Linked DNA regions of Pan troglodytes: regions 1 and 3 are each linked to region 2. The links are chromatin contacts, called in public Hi-C and HiChIP or PLAC-seq maps. All regions are on one chromosome and are shown on one strand. The core of a region is the stretch at or near the end of the contact, and the rest is flanking DNA. Distances in the headings are between cores, read along the strand shown.

The links. A called contact is a pair of places that touch in the nucleus more often than the background predicts. HiChIP or PLAC-seq counts read pairs in DNA pulled down with a chosen protein or histone mark.
Region 1: a Hi-C map of stem cell-derived neural progenitor cells shows a contact between it and region 2, with 6 times the contacts expected there. The contact joins the enhancer-like site here to the promoter of CBR4 in region 2. A contact is called at or near these places in 4 of 7 Hi-C or Micro-C datasets (blood, induced pluripotent stem cells, a lymphoblastoid cell line and 1 more), 1 of 1 datasets of contacts at active chromatin or transcription factors (stem cell-derived excitatory neurons) and 1 of 1 other capture datasets (stem cell-derived neural stem cells).
Region 3: a contact with region 2 is called in an H3K4me3 HiChIP or PLAC-seq map of stem cell-derived excitatory neurons, with 17 times the contacts expected there. The contact joins the promoter of SH3RF1 here to the promoter of CBR4 in region 2. A contact is called at or near these places in 1 of 7 Hi-C or Micro-C datasets (stem cell-derived neural progenitor cells) and 1 of 1 datasets of contacts at active chromatin or transcription factors (stem cell-derived excitatory neurons).

Annotation. Positions count from the first base shown.
Region 1 is chr3:171,164,763-171,168,275 of NHGRI_mPanTro3-v2.0_pri, reverse strand. All of the region lies in intron 23 of NEK1 (NIMA related kinase 1), which reads left to right. Among named protein-coding and RNA genes, the nearest start is that of NEK1, 120 kb to the left of the region's middle. Within about 2 kb of position 1,750, at least 3 of the 24 cell types and tissues checked have an H3K27ac peak or open chromatin away from gene starts, as enhancers often do. A contact at or near this core is called in stem cell-derived neural progenitor cells, where this site is marked.
Region 2 is chr3:170,690,207-170,693,589 of NHGRI_mPanTro3-v2.0_pri, reverse strand. CBR4 (carbonyl reductase 4) reads left to right here and starts at 1,632. Exons shown (of 6, transcript XM_054683921.2): 1 at 1,632-1,980. The coding sequence starts at 1,839.
Region 3 is chr3:170,951,494-170,954,551 of NHGRI_mPanTro3-v2.0_pri, reverse strand. It overlaps SH3RF1 (SH3 domain containing ring finger 1), which reads left to right and starts at 1,498. Exons shown (of 12, transcript XM_517530.8): 1 at 1,498-1,875.

The DNA.
Region 1 (3,513 bases), core at 501-3,000, 470 kb before region 2:
CCTCAAAGATCTAGAAGCAGGTACACCATTTGACCCAGCAATCCCATTACTGGGTATATACCCCAAAATATATAAATCATTCTGTTATAAAGATACATGCATGCGTATGTTCATTGCAGCACTATTCACGATAGCAAAGACATAGAATCAACCCAGATTTCCATCAGTGATAGACTGGATAAAGAAAACACGGTACATATACACCATGGAATACTATGCAGCCACAGAAAGGAACAAGAACATGTCCTTTGCAGGGACATTGATGGAGCTGGAAGCTGTTATCCTCAACAGACTAACACAGGAACAGAAAACCAAACACCTCATGGTATCACTTATAAGTGGGAGCCGAACGATGAGAATACATGAACACATTGGTGGGAACAACACACATTGGGGCTTTTGAGGGATGTGGAGGAAGGGAGAGCATCAGGAAGAATAGCTAACGGATGCTGGCCTTAATACCTGGGTGATGAGTTGATCTGTGCAGCAAACCACCATGGCACACATTTACCTATATAACAAGCCTGCACATTCTGCACATGTACCCTGGAACTTAAAAGTGAAGGGAAAAAAAATCACTGCCTTAACTATTGTGATTCTTTGGCAGTATATACCTAATTTTATAAAATTTTCTCTTTGACATATTTAATGATAAAAATTGTAGTACCAATTGGGATTTAGATATGGAGAACAATATGTGATGATGGGTCCTTTTTTTGGGAGGGCCAAGTAATATAGTGTTACGTTTTCAGCCATCACGTATGCTATATTGTGAATGAAGTATGTAAGGAAGATCGATTCAGTTTTTTAAAAGGGTAGCAATGTTTTAAGAATTAAAATTCAGTGAAAAATAGAATTAGGGAGATTCTGTCTTGGTTAGGTTGGATAAAATATTTTGAATGTAAATTCTTGTGTATTTCTGTTTCCATCTTTGTCTTATTTTTAGACTTTCCATGCACGCCTGTAAGGCTCCCCACAGGGTGTACACACTCATTGCTTCTGGCTACCTTGTTCTTATTCTTAGATATTCTTATAAAAGCATTATGGCAATACTAGTTAAGAAAATTTATTCAAATACAAATACTTTTATACTATTGGTTCTTCAAAGATAAGGTTTTGAGACATTAAATATGAATTTGGTAAGATTTGGCCATGATATATCTTTAGGCTGTATAAAACTGTGTGAAATTACTCTATTCAAAATATGAAATTAAGTCATTTAATACTTTCCTAGCATACATTAAATCCTTATTAATAAGTCAGCATAAAGATGAAAATATGTTTGTTATTGATCAAGAGTAGGCAGACATCAAGAGTAGGCAGACTGGTGGTTTCATGTGTTTATAAGCCTCGCCTCACTATTTGGTGAAATTTTGAGTTTCGTCATTTGGTGGCACTGCTGCTTAATTTTTCAGCACATGGCAAAATTGACACGTGAAGTAGAAACAGTTTTACAGCGGTAATTGAAAACCTTTTGTGACAATAAAAGCAATGTTGAAAAGCCTTAAATTTTTGAACCTTGTGAGAAAAATGGCTAAGAAAAAAAAAGCTTCTAAAGCATTTCTTTTAAACCTGAATTATGAAACTTTCAGGTCAATGTTTTATCTTTTTTTTTGCACATTTTTATATTTAAAACTGTGGTTAAACTTTGAAAGACTGTGCTTTGTTTGTTTTGTTTTGTTTTGAAACAGTGTCTTGCTCTGTCACTCAGGCTGGAGTGCAGTGGTGTGAACATGGCTCTCTGCAATTTCGACCTGCTGGGCTCAAGGGATCCTCCTGCCTCAGCCTGTCTATAGCTGGGACCCTTAGCACACGTCACCATACATAAGCTAATGTTCTTATTTGTTGTACAAATGGAGTCTCACTGGTCTGGCGAGACTCCATTTCTACAAGAAAAAAGAAAATTAACTGGGTCTCAAACTCCTGAGCTCAAGTGCTCCTCCTGCCTCAGCCTCCTGAGTGCTGGGATTATAGGTGTGAGCCATTGCACCCAGTGAAAAAGTATGTTTAGAGTGAAATATATATTATAGATTTAGCTGGGTGATCAATTGTGTAATAAAATTGGGTCATTCTTTGTTCCAAATTTTTATATTTTTCTCTTATATGAAACTTTATATTGTTTTCCTGGCTTAGTTAATTTTTGCGATATGTCATATTTGCTCAACTTTCCGTATAAAAGGCTTAGTGTAATGGTTTATCTTTCAATAATTTGAAGTACATTATCATCTTTTATCTCAAGATGTAGTTAATATTGAAAAGCTTTAAGGTTCTGATTATAAATAATACACCATGATATTTATACAGAAGGCCCAATTCAACTGTACTCATAAGTTACTTAAGTGTATGACATTAGCTTATAATGATGTTGCCACATCTCAGTAGTCATCCTGAACCACCCATAAATTTTCAGTAACTTAGTTGTCTTCTTAAGTGATTGTAAGAGTTAGTAATCTGTCTTTGTTCATTTATTTAGATTCCATGTCTGAATTTGTCTGTTTAGGTTCTTCTAATCTGTTGGTTTAGTTGACTCAGAGGAGAGATCCGTATGCATTTGATTATAGAACATAAGCATTTACTGAAGGCTGCTGAAGATCATTATTATAAAAGTGCCAATAAATTTGTCTCTCACAATGCTCAAATTTTAATTTCTGATCATGGTTAAGATAGGAGGTTTTTGTTTTTAGTCTGCATTCTAAAGATGAGAAACTTGCATTCTGAAACTTAATACATTTCATCAGGAACTAAAACCAGACTTGTAGTGTTTAAGCCAAATAACCTTATTTAATGGAAACCAAATAAATAACAATTGCTACTATTTATTAGGTACACAGATGTGTACTTTACGTAAATTATCTCATGCAATCCCTATAGCAGAGAGGCAAAGAGTACAGCATTTCTATTTTAGAGAAAAACTGTGAGGTTCAGAGAGGATAAAGACAATGAAAAATCACAGGACTGGTGAGTGTTTTGGGATTTGAATGTACAACTGTCCTACTTTATCTGTGTTTTATGGCCTTCCCGAACAATGAATGGCTGACCATTGGCTGCTCTGCGAAGGCTGTTCTCACTGGCGCCCCTCTTGGCTTTACAGAGTTAGTTCTTTCTATATTTTTTGTTTCATTCTTCCCCAGATCGTTTAGTACTTATCTCTTTATTTTTTTCTCTGTAACATACTGATTGATTTATGTGTTCTTTTTTCTTTTCTAATTTACAGTCCCCTCAGAGAAAATATTGTGTCTAATTCATTTTGGATATCATTATCTAGAACTGTGCTTGACGTTAATAGGTATTAATATGTATTTTAATTTATTGATAAATTAATTTTTATCAAATATTGTGGATTTGTCTTCTCACAGAAATCGTGTCAGATTGATGTATCAAAATAGCAGGCCAAACGCGGTGGCTCACGCCTGTAATCCCAGCAGTCTGGGAGGCCAAGGCAGGCAGATCACGAGGTCAGGAGTTCGAGACCAGCCTGGCCAACATGTGAAATCCCATTTCTACTAAAAATAC
Region 2 (3,383 bases), core at 383-2,882:
AATGCTTGGCACCTGACTTTAAAGCTGACTATAATATAGCACCATCCCAAATTTCCTCAGGCTTGTTTCCTCATTGTTTCAAACATATATTGTTTCAAAGACACAATTTTTATGTGTGACTGTTTGCTTATATTGTTTAACTTCCTATTGTATTTGCTTTTAATAAAGTCTAATAGATGCTATGAAAACAGCCTTACAATCTCTTTTTCTTTTCATGAAGCTCACTGTCTACTACAATGCTTAGTGTGCCATTTAGGAGGACCTATGAGGAGGGAGTTTTGCTCAGGCTTCTCTGCTGCATAACCAGGAGGCTGATTTCTTACAGAAATTACCACTTGTAATTATATTTCCTTTGTTGCTTTCGCTGGCAGGAAACTCTAAGTTTATGAATCTCTTCTTTAATACTAAATAGCTTCTTATAGCATGACTTTATTCGTATTTTTTCCACTGACCTAATTTATTGTTCTGGCCTTGTGGGAGAAGGGGCAGTGGTCCTCTTTGCCTTTCAAATTCAAATACTCATGTATTTTTGCAAACCATTTCAAATCTTTTTTTGGATCTAAATGGAATAGGAATAACAAATTTAAAATAATGCTCAACTTGCTTATTTACAGACTTTTTGCTCTAGTTTTCCTTTTTTCAAACCTCATCCAGCCCTCAAATCCAGCTTTTCCATGCACCCCTTCATTCTTCACTGATCTCCAGTTTCTCGGAGCTCTTGTGTTAATATAATTTTGCATTTTACTAAGTATGATTTTGGATACCTCCTAGTGTTTCATGTGTATTAGTCCTGTAGTTCTGGGTTGTAGTTTTTTTAGTGGTAGGGACCATGGCTCATACTTTTCTGAATCTAGTAAAATAATATTGTATCAAGAAATGCTTTCTGTTTACACTATAATTGTAACAAACATTGAGTTTTTTAGCTTATTAACTCTCAGAGCACCCAGTACATCTTATTTAGAATTGCAGGAACCCATTTTTGTTTCTCTACAGCAGTCGAAGCTTGTTTCATAGATCTTGCAAGACTATTGAATCATTCAGTTAAAATTCCTTGACCTCCTGCTGGATGATGTTCGACAGGGCATTCATCTTCACGACACCCTTCGCGATGAATGGTAACATCTGGGCGGGTAGAGGTCCATTTCTACAGCAACCTGGGGGAGGAACAGGTAGGGTAGGTTTTGGTGTGGGTGCGATTCTTGGGGACTTCTTCAACAGGTAGGACATCAAGTCTGTAGCCAAAACAACACCTGGGCGAAGGGCATATACCGGAGCCCCGACCGCTCATGCCCAGTAATGCTTTCTCTGGGTTCTAACTACGTGATCAGGTCGTCTCGGTTTGCCAGGGAAAGCCCAGCGTCTTGACAACCCTGTCAGTTCCGAACAAACCGGGTCGATTGGTCACCGGGGCTCGAATCCCGACTGATATGACCCAGCGGGGACAGATGATAACCCTCAGTGCCACAAGTACATTTCCCACCGAGCAGCGCGCCTGCGCCAGTTGCTCTCGTGCGTCAAGACTACAGGTCCCAGCAAGCATCGAGGCCCTCTCCAGGCCGTTCTTCCGCCGGCGGGGAGCTCTCGTCGGCGTATTTGTTAGGTGTGGCGCGGAAGAGTCCGTGCGTGATGACGTCGACGCGGCGACGTCGAGCTCTTCCTCCTTTTCACGGCGTCTTGCATTACTATTGTCCGGCTGCAGGAGGTGTCGAGCGGCGTTATTTTTTTTTGCGGTTTGCCTTTTTTTTTTTTTTTGGAACCGCGGTTGTTTAAAAGCCTGAGGGAACCTGGAGAGGGGCTCCCACTCCCTACCCTCTTTCCTCCGAGTTTGTGACTCCGAGATGGACAAAGTGTGTGCTGTTTTTGGAGGCTCCCGAGGCATTGGCAGGGCTGTGGCCCAGTTAATGGCCCGGAAAGGCTACCGACTGGCGGTCATTGCCAGAAACCTGGAAGGGGCCAAAGCCGCCGCCGGTGACCTCGGCGGTAGGTACTAAACTGGAGTTGTCCAGTTGTGTGGCCGCGGTCCAGGCGCCTAAAGAAAATCTCCTTTGTAAAAAGAGTGGGTCTGGCCTTTAGGGCTCTGGGATTACTCGATGCAGCCGCGTGCAGGCGCTCTCCCGTTCCAAGGGTAGAATGCGTCTCGTGCAGAAACCCGCGATCTCCCTATGCCTCGCAGAATGCCGGCCACGCAGCTTGCCGCCGAGGGCTGAACACTTGGGGTTTTCTTTGAGACCTCGTAGTCTTGTGAGGCCCCGCTATACGCACCCTCCGCCCTGCGGCTAGTGCTAACGCTGAGGAGCTTCCCTGTTGTGGGAGAGAGCCACGTAACAGTTTACTTTTAATGTAGGGAAAAGGGCGAGTTCTCGGCCCCCGGAGACAGGGCTGGGCCGAAAGGAGTTCAGGCAGGAAAGGTGGGAGTGCAGGTATCAACGGCTCCCTTCAGTTTTGCCCAAGGGCCGTGCCTTGGCCCTGCGCGAATGCACAAAGCAGTGTTTGATAGAGAAACCCTTTTGAGTACCAGCCAATTTTGAGATAGACCTGGTTTGCTTTAATGTTATTAAATTGTTTTGGTGAGTTTTGCAAATGGACAATTGAACTTTGTTCTGCCAAATTCTTTTTTATTGCATTTAAACTTAAGGGTTTTTTATTTCCGGCTTATTATTAATGGATTAGTCATTTTGTGAATATAACTCTTCATTGAGTTTAGGGAGAAATAGGACGTTAGATCCGAAGATGCTATTTGTTTAATCACCAGAATGGACAAAATTATACTTCATTTACTATCAGGGAGGCATGGGGAGAACAGAGGCCTAGGGGTGCGTCTTGTGGCTCTTACTGTTTTTGTGTATCTGTTTTTTTTTTTTTTTTTTTTTTTGAGAGGGCTTCCCATTATGTTGCCCGGGCTGTACCCCAACTCCTGATTTACTGGCTCTAGAGATCTTCTCGCCTCAGCCTCCCAAGGACCTGGGACTATAGACGCCAGGTGTGGCTGTTCATTTTTAAGTTAACATTATTGATCGGTTTGGTATCACCTGTTCAGTGCTGGTTGTGAGACTATTGGGCTCTCTAAAAGAAAAAAGATTCTGTAAGTTACAGGTCAGGGAGAGTGTCAGTGAATGCTTCTTGAAGCTCATATTCCTTGCCATTCTAACAAAGGAGGGGAAGAGTGGTGACCCTTACTGTGTCACCCCAAGCCATCAGTGTTTGCTGGACTGAATTGAAGCCATTAGTTGGGCTTTCAAAGGTGGTTGTGGACACAACAAGTCTTCGGGTGAAAACCAAGAGTAAGAGAGACACAGGATGCTTTTGGGCCCTGCATTTCTTTGGATCGTGTTCCATGAGTGATTGGTTTTCATCTAGAAAGTATAATTCCCCAGGTCGCTTAC
Region 3 (3,058 bases), core at 249-2,748, 260 kb before region 2:
GTGACCAGGGGAAAGTTAGCCTATTTGAGCTTCAGTTTTAATAACTGCAAATAATCCCTATCTGTTTATTGACTGTAATCTTCTGGTCAGCCTCATCTTCATCTATCTGCCCAGTTCCACATGCAGAACTAAGTAGTAACTTTCAGTTTGCAAACTGGACTAGAAATTCTCCATTCCATTCATTCCTTCCGTCGTCTTTCTCAGCTCAAATGCCCATGTATTTGCTCACTTCTAATGGAAGGGGAAGTGGGCTATTATTTTTGGTTTTCATACATTATGACTCTCAGCATATGAATCTATTTAGAACAAGGCTGAGAAAAGATGACATAGAGGGTTGCTGTGAGAATTGAACTGATGCATGAAAAATGTTCAGCACAGTGCCTGATTTACAGTGAGTGATCATTGTTAGCTGTCATAATTTTTTCAGGCTTATGTGATCCTTATGTCTTGAATGGTTCAGCCGTGGCCCTAGCTGGAGACTAGAGGATAAACTGAGACTCCTCGTCAAATCATAAACCTAGTTGGTGGCTGGGCAGAGATTTCTTGCATCATCTGTTGTAACCCTTTCTTCTTATAACCACCTAGTTTCTGCCCACCTTTGAGGAAGGGTATTTGGGATAACTTTTTGTAAATTGATGGTACATGCAAATATAGTAATGTCAACTTTAGATCAGTGACAAAATTTTAACTTGCTTCTCCACTAAATCGAGACTGAAAAACCTCAAAACCTATGGACAAGATGTTTTTCAAAACTCCACTTCGGTTTACAGGTGTGTGCTTGGGGCAACCAAAACAAAGATTACTGCGATGATGGCAGCCACCCAGGCTCAGATAAAAGAGGCGCCTCTCAGCGTGCTTTGCGGTGCCAGCCCACCTGAGGTCAGACTCAATTCTCCCCACTTAGGGCAGGGATAACAGAGCCCGCGAGCCTGGGTTGGAAGTCCGTACTACCGTTTTCCTAGTCTTGGGCTTTGGGGTCAGCGGTCCTCCAGGCTTGCTCCGGTTTGGGTCCTGGGGTGACTGACGGCTGGGTGCGGACAGGTGGCCGCGGCACTGTCCCCATCGATTCACCACGCCGCTCTCGGCCCTAAGGGGCAACACTTCGCTCCGACTCTACCAAGTAAGTGTCCGGGGTGGGCAACCAGACGCAAAGCGCAGCGGGATCGGTTCCCGCCAGGGCTGCTCCCGCCGCCTCTGCGGACCCAGCCCCTCCCGCGCCGCGACTCGCCCAGCCTGGGGAGGAAGGGTCCGTCCAGGGCGCCCAGCCCCGCCGGGGGGAGGAGGAGGCGGCGGGACCCTGTCCCGGGGCTTCTTCCTGCTTCCCCCAGCCTCCACTCCCGCCGCCTCCCCGTCCGGTGGCTCCATTTTTCAGGCGCGTTCTCCTCAGGCAGAAGGCGTCCGTCCCCGAGCCTTCCCCTCGTAGTCCCCTGGGGGCCCTGCTCCCCATCCTCTAGGCTCTTGCAGCGCCCCCTCAGGCCGCCGCCCCAATCCCGCCCCCGGGCTCCGGCGGGGTACTGGGCGCAGGTCACCTCAGCGCGGGAGGCCGGCGCGGCGGCGGGTGGCTCCAAAAGGTGCCGCGCCCGCTCCCGGGGAAGGCGCTGTGGCGCGGGGCCGCCCCCTTGCGCCCCGGGCGCCGGCTGCGGCCCGGCCTCCTCCTCCTCTTCCTCCGCCCTCCTTGGCTGGGAAAGTGGGAGGCGGCGGCGGCGGCGGCGGCGTGGTGTGTGTGCGCGCGTGAGGGGGGCAGCAGAGAGGAGTCTCCCGGTGCCGCCGCGGCGTCAGAGACACTGCGAGCGGCGAGCGCGGTGGGGCCGCATCTGCATCAGCCGCCGCAGCCGCTGCGGGGCCGCGAACAAAGAGGAGGAGCCGAGGCGCGAGGTAGGGCGCGCGGCCGGCGCGGGGTCGACGGGGACCCAGCGTCGGCGGACCCCTAGCCGCGGAGAAGGCGGTGGTCTCGACATTCCCCCATCCCCGCCCTGGGTCGGTCTCTCTCTCCCCTCGCCCTCGGGTCCCCGTGGGCCGGGAATCAGGACCTGCGGAAGCGGAGCAGCCCGCGGCCTCTGCCTTCTCCGGGCAGGAAGCTGCCAGGGCTCCGTGCCGCGGTCTCCCCGCGCGCAGCCCAGCACCCCCTGCTTCCCGGATGGCGCGGTCTCTCTGGGGACTGTCGCCTTATCTCGGCTGGGCTAGAAAGCTGCTTCCCCGTGGCACTCTGTGGGGCTGAGTTTCGCAACTTAAGCCTGCGCATTTATTTTTAAGTCCTTGAAAACTACCCGCAGTCGTGTAGAGGGATTTGTGTCCCCGGCCTGAGCTAAAGGGAGGCGGAGATGAGGGAGGCTGTAGGGTGAGATCCCCACGCCGGGACCGGCCGGGCCGCAGCCCCAGGCCGTGACCGGCTCCTGCCGGGTGCCGCCGACACCTGGCCCCGGGGTGTGTCTGCGGTGAGCGGCCGCCGCGCCTCCCTGCGGGCTTGGGAGTACCTGTGCTCGGCGCCGTGGGAGCGGGGGTGCAGCCCTGGGGCTCCCCCGCTCCGGCTTTGTCAAGAACAGCTGTTAATGCTCCCAGCCAAATCTTTTTACTCCCGTTCTCCTGGGCATTCACTTTTACATTTATTTTGGCGGTGGGGGGAGAGCGGCGCAGTAAGTGGCTTGCTTTTTCCTGAATGGCCTCATTTTCATATACCCACAGTTTCCAGTCCAACATTCCATTGTCGAATTCTTTTGGTGATAATTTTGCCAGCTTTTCTGAATGGGATTAGGACAGGCCGTTCAGAAATGTGTTTCAGAGTTTATCAACTACTGCCCTGAAAGGCGCTTTTCTGTTTTAGCTGCTTTCAAGCAAATCTGTGTCTTTTAGAATTGTCAACCTTCAGCTCTTTTTGGTTGGGCAAAATTAAACAGTTCTATTTTTAATAACAGCGAAGAAACATATGTATTTAATATTGGGATCATTTACCACGAGCGATCACATGAGGCATGGTTTCTTAAACGCTAAAGTGGCTTAAAAAAGGGAATTTAGTTGGATATAAAAGTAAATTTCAGGTAGAGGAAACTTTCAATGGCCT